Regions from separate parts of the Zea mays genome. Here region 2 is linked to region 1. The links are chromatin contacts, called in public Hi-C maps. All regions are on one chromosome and are shown on one strand. Each heading gives the region's core, a stretch centred on a gene start, on an enhancer-like site or on the middle of the called end of the contact. The rest is flanking DNA. Distances are from core to core; before and after follow the strand shown.

Region 1 (2,881 bases), core at 195-2,694:
TTTAATCTGTACTGTCTTCTTTATTATTTTTTTTATCTTTATATGTTGTAGCTGCGGAAGTCTAAACGATTGGTTTTAATTCAGAACGAAAAGTAGTGTTTGTGCTCTTGAGAGTTTTATTTTTTATTTAATGACATGCCACATAACTACATAAGCAAACATGATAACATGAAATAAAATTTAATAAAGAGAGATATAAGAAAGTTTTATAGGAGATGCGAGATTTTTATGTGGATGAAACTCTGGATACACTATTACTTATACAAATGTTAATATGACAGCCTTGGAAATATTGTGATGGAAACCGTGCATTGAGAATGTTCTAATATAAGAATAGCAGCACCATCATCCACATTTTGCTCAAACATTTCAAGTCTACCTTTTCTTAGTGAAACTGATGTTTTATATAATAGAGATTTGATGTAGACAGTTTTAGTCTCTTCGATTTTCAAGCCTAAAAACAGATATATTCCACCCTCACTTAAAACTTTAATCCTTTACTTACCACCATGCGTCTCAACTATCTATAAGCCTTCCTAATTGCAGACATGTTCTAAAAACTCTGAATCAGACCATAAACAATTACATGGAATGGCAGGAGATGCAAAGAGTCCATTTTAACGAATGGTGATTTTCTGAAGCCTACTACGAGGATGTTAATTTTGCGAAGACCAGTACCAAATTTCCTGTTTTGTCGGTGTAAAATAGACATGTCAAGTAAAAAAAACTCCTCTTAATGTTGAACGGCACTAAGGGCATATACAACCCCCATTTAATTAAGGGCATATACAACTCCATTTAATATGAGGTCTCTCGAGGGATCTCTAAGGATGGGTTTGGTTGGCGAGTGGAGAAGAATGAAACAGTTTCATTCTAGTTTTTGATGTTTGATTTCCAACAAAAAAAGAGCGAAGCGATTCCTATAGTCTCCATATAAAAATTTACTATAAATAGTTAGAGCGCTCCACCAAAATAGTTGGATGCGAGCGCTCTCTTGGACGCGAACGCTCTCCTCTATACTCATATAACTCTCCAACCAAACAAAGAACAGAACGGCTCCACTCTATTCTACTTTTTAATCAAACAAAAAATAGAGTGATTCCGTTCTACTTGCCAAACGGAGAATAGAACAACTCAATTTTCAAAAACTAGAATGTATCTTCTCTATTTTAATTGACTCTTAACTAAATCTACCTTAAGAGACTAATTAAAAAAAATACAAGCTACATTGATAATTCATGATTTCGTAGTTATATCAAGCAATCTTTTAGCCGTATTTTATATTTAGAAAATCGAACTAGTGCGTTAGACTTCTAACGAATGATGGGGCTTAAACATAGGTATCACGATTTTACCCGTCGTGGAGAGAATGATACGTGCCTCGGGAGTCGGGAAGGAGGAAAAAAGAAGAAAAGAAAACGCCCAAGGGCGAGCACAGCAAAGCAACGAGGAGAAAGCCAAAACAGACTAGTAGACACCCAAACCCGAGAAGAGAAGTGAGAACCCTCCCAAACAAGCCAAAGCCAGCAAAGCCAAAAGGAGGAAGACGCACCAGGACATTGACGAGCCGCAGTCCGCGGCAGCAGGTCCAGCTTCATCCCCCGGAGCCCCAGCACTGGGGTTGGCAGGCAGGCTCGCTCGCCACCGCCGCGTGAAGCGAAGCGCGCGCCCCCGCGGACGCTGACGCTGGGACCCGCCTGCTGGGGGCTGGGAGTGGGCCCGCCCCCCTGATGGGCGCCTGCGCGCCGGCGGCGAGGGGAAGCGTGAGGACGAGGAGCGCCGGCGGGCTCCGCGCGAAGCAGGCCGGGCAAGCGAGCCACCGCGCCGCCTAGTGAGGGCGCTCGCCGCCCGTCTTTGCTTGTTGCCTTGTTGGGTTGCTCGCACGTCCTGTTCCAGTTCCAGGCCAGAGAGAGCGGGGCCCGGGGCTGCAGGCGGCGGCCCGCGGAGGAGCTAGGGTTCTCTCTCCCACTCCCCCCTGCGTCGCCAGGATGGCGGTTGGGGACGCGCTGCGCCGGCTCTGCGAGGAGGTCGGCTGGTCCTACGCCGTCTTCTGGAAGGCCATCGGCGCCGCCGACCCTGTGTAAGCTAATCCCCACCCCTCCTTCCTCCTACTGTTTGTGTTTATCTTTCTCTCCTGTTTTTTTTTTCCTTTGGATCTTATGCTTCTCCTGCAGCCCGATTTGCGAAGAAATCCCATCCCATTCGTTTTCGAAACGTTGTGCATCTTTTCGCTCCCCTGGTCTGGGGTTTGGAGTTTCGCTGCGCATTACGTTTCAGCTAGATTTTCCTGGTAGACAAGCGAAGCGCGCGCGGGAACATTCGGATGGGCATATTCCTGGACATCCTTCCCAATATGGGAGCTCTTTACTAGTGTATGCAACTTTTGGTGCCGCTGTAAATTTTAGTGGCATGAGTACCTACCTACCCACTGAGTTCGCGCTAACGTCTGTGAGTTCTTGGGGGTGTACAAGGGCGGGAAACGGGTGAAATGCGCTTGCATTTCTATGTAAAGCTAATGTGCTGCGCGTTCAGCTTCGTGATGCGATTAGTGCACGAATTCAGCTGTTCTTTGCTGATTTGTGTCTTCTCCTTGGTGACGTGCAGGCATTTGGTGTGGGAGGACGGTTCCTGCGGCCACGCCTCATGCTATACCGGATCTGATGCTCCTGAAGCTGGGTGTGAGCCGGGCACCAGTGTGTGCACGCTTGTTGGGAAGGTTATGGCCTCACAAATTCATGTTATTGGTGAAGGGTAAGCAGGAATTTTGTTTTGCTTGTTACAGTGTTCATAGCTAATAAGTGCTTCGGCGTTGTTGGAGAAGTTCAAACTTTGCTGATGTATGTATGTATGTATGCTGTGCTTGTATTCTTCAGTACCATTG
Region 2 (2,700 bases), core at 195-2,694, 750 kb after region 1:
AATAGGAAGGAGATCATGTCCGGCTCGGCTGTGATTCCATCTCAGGTTCTAGGACCAGTCTGCACTAAAATGTACGCCTAGAACACATCTAGACTCCGATTGCGACTGACTTGATATGGTTGGAAAGATAAGAAAAATATATAACCAACCCAACTGGTCCCACCTTAAAATTCATCCGGAGTCAAGAGGAATCATAAACATAATTCAGCGCTCATATTCTGTTTTGGTGTTGCGACTTTGTCTGTTGGACCGTTGGGTCGTGTATCGTGTTGGAGCCCATTAGAGGTACATCTAGGGGTTGTGCATGCTCCTAACCTCTATTTTAACAGCAGCCGCCGCCACATTAGGGTTTGGGTTTTGCTTAGATCATATCTGTCATCGAACAATATCGTCGTTCATCGGTTTGTGAGACCCCACCTCGTGATCAATGCAGTTTTGATTGCATTCTTCCTGTTCTTGCTTGCGTTATTGATTACGCTTATAGGGATAAGCCTTCGTGGACCAGAAGGAGTATAAGAGCATGATTGGATCTCTCCTGTACTTGACTACGATGAGGCCAGATATACATTTTGCAGTGTGTCTGTGCGCTCGTTTATAGGCTTTCCCACACACTTTTCATAGATAGACTATGAAAAAGATTATGAGGTACTCGCGCTTTACTCCTGAGTTTGGTTTATGGTACTCTTCTTTTTTTAGTTCTATTTTTGTGCAATTATTCTGATGTTGATTTTGTGGGCTATCGCTTGGAGCACAAGTCTACTTCTAGGACTTATCAGTTTTTGTTGACTTCATTAGTTTTTTGGTCTTCTCGCAAATAGTTAGTGTTGTTCAGTAACAGTAGTAACAGTAGTAATAATAATAATAATAATAATAATAATAATAATAATAATAATAATAATAATAATAATAATAATAATAATAATAATAATAATAATAATATACCATTACTAATTACTAGAACATCTGCCTAGATGTTCTTAATCATGCAAGGTATGCTTTTAAAAGCTGTGCTCGCAAACAGGCAGGCTGATTGTGCATGAGGGGATGTAAAAGGCAGGCGCGGTAGCTTTTCTTTGGTTGGTGTAAGAACGAAGCTAGGTGTACGTAGATCTGCCTGGTGTTGGCGTCGCTGGAATAGCATGAGAAAGAGCAACCGTGGCCGTGCTCCTGCATGTCAAATGCCAATACTGGTTGATGTTACTGGAGTTGGTGGTGGGAGGGTACGGTGGTGGTAGTCATATTCATATGTAGCTTTGCCTTTACGAGTTGATGAATGTGGGCATGGAGATGCATGTGAAATGTGAATGGGCATCATAAAGCACAAAAGGAACCCGCGAATCCGCTAAAGAAAAGAAACATGCTATTGGTGGGCATGCATGATCCCGATCCCAGTCCCAATCCCAATCCCAATCCCAATCCAGCAGTACATTTGCCGGGCATGGTTGAGAGAGGAGCCTATGCACTGTTGGTTTCTGTTGTTGAGTTGCTTGGTCCCCTCCTTTAATTTGGTTTGGCCCCATACATTCATTCAATTGAACCAAGCAGCAGCAGCAGCAGCAGCTTTACTGTTGCTGTGGGCTTTTGCCGTGACCAAATAATATAATCAATCCATGTCCATGGTGATGCTCTGCTACCTTTTGATGCTTTGTTAGGACAGGAGTTAGTGCTGTCTGTGCTCCTCTCATCCCTTCCCCTTGCTTTGCATCGAGTTGAGTACGGTCTCTCACTCACTCACTTCGCCTGTAAGGAAGGAAGAAGGAAGGGATACGATTATTATTGCAATTGAAAGCGATGGCATCAAGCAGCAGCCTCAATCCCTCCTCCTATTCGTGCTTCCTCTTCGTCACCGCCGCCGCCGTCTTCTTCACCGCCTCCGATGCTCAGGTGCCTGGTGAGTTATTGCCTTCAGTGTGGATATCGATCAGTTAGCCCAACTGTGTAGCACAAAACAAAAACAAATACGTAACGTACTCCACAGGATTCGTCAGCATCGACTGCGGCGGCTCCACCAACTACACGGACGAGCTGGGCCTGCAGTGGACGGGCGACGCCGGCTGGTTCCCCTTCGGCCAGACGGCCACCATCTCCGTGCCCTCCGAGAAACGCGCGCAGTACTCCACGCTGCGCTACTTCCCATCACCGTCCGCCAGCAGCAGCAGCAGCAGCAAGCACTGCTACACGCTGCACGTCCGCACCCGCACACGCTACCTCGTCCGCGCCACCTTCCTGTACGGCAACTTCGACAGCAGCAACGTGTTCCCGGAGTTCGATCTTTACCTTGGCGCCTCCCACTGGTCCACCATCGTCATCTACGACGACTCCAAGGTGGTCACCAGGGAGGCCGTCGTCCTCGCCGCCGACCCCGCCCTCAGCGTCTGCCTGTCGTCCACGGGGACGGGGACGCCCTTCATCTCCACGCTGGAGCTCCGGCAGCTGAACGGCTCCCTCTACTACACCGACTACGAGGCGGACGCCTTCCTGGCCCTCTCCGCCAGGATCAACTTCGGCGCGCCCACCGCCGACCCCGTCAGGTACCCGGACGACCCCTACGACAGGATCTGGGAGTCGGACATGGTGAGGAGGGCCAACTACCTGGTGGACGTGGCCGCCGGCACCGTCAACGTCTCCACCGACAGGCCCGTCTTCGTGGCCGGCAGCGAGAGGCCCCCGCAGAAGGTGATGCAGACGGCGGTGGTCGGG

Evidence for each region. Hi-C and Micro-C count contacts between places; a contact is called where the count stands out from the background.
Region 2: a contact with region 1 is called in a Hi-C map of root tip, with 4 times the contacts expected there. The contact joins the promoter of LOC103650680 here to the promoter of LOC103650673 in region 1. A contact is called at or near these places in 2 of 25 Hi-C or Micro-C datasets (ear and root tip).

The regions. Positions count from the first base shown.
Region 1 is chr3:144,772,334-144,775,214 of Zm-B73-REFERENCE-NAM-5.0, forward strand. LOC103650673 (transcription factor LHW) reads left to right here and starts at 1,445. Exons shown (of 10, transcript XM_008676231.2): 1 at 1,445-2,080; 2 at 2,605-2,751; 3 at 2,874-2,881. The coding sequence starts at 1,989.
Region 2 is chr3:145,519,424-145,522,123 of Zm-B73-REFERENCE-NAM-5.0, forward strand. It overlaps LOC103650680 (probable LRR receptor-like serine/threonine-protein kinase At1g67720), which reads left to right and starts at 1,445. Exons shown (of 11, transcript XM_008676243.4): 1 at 1,445-1,891; 2 at 1,979-2,700. The coding sequence starts at 1,792.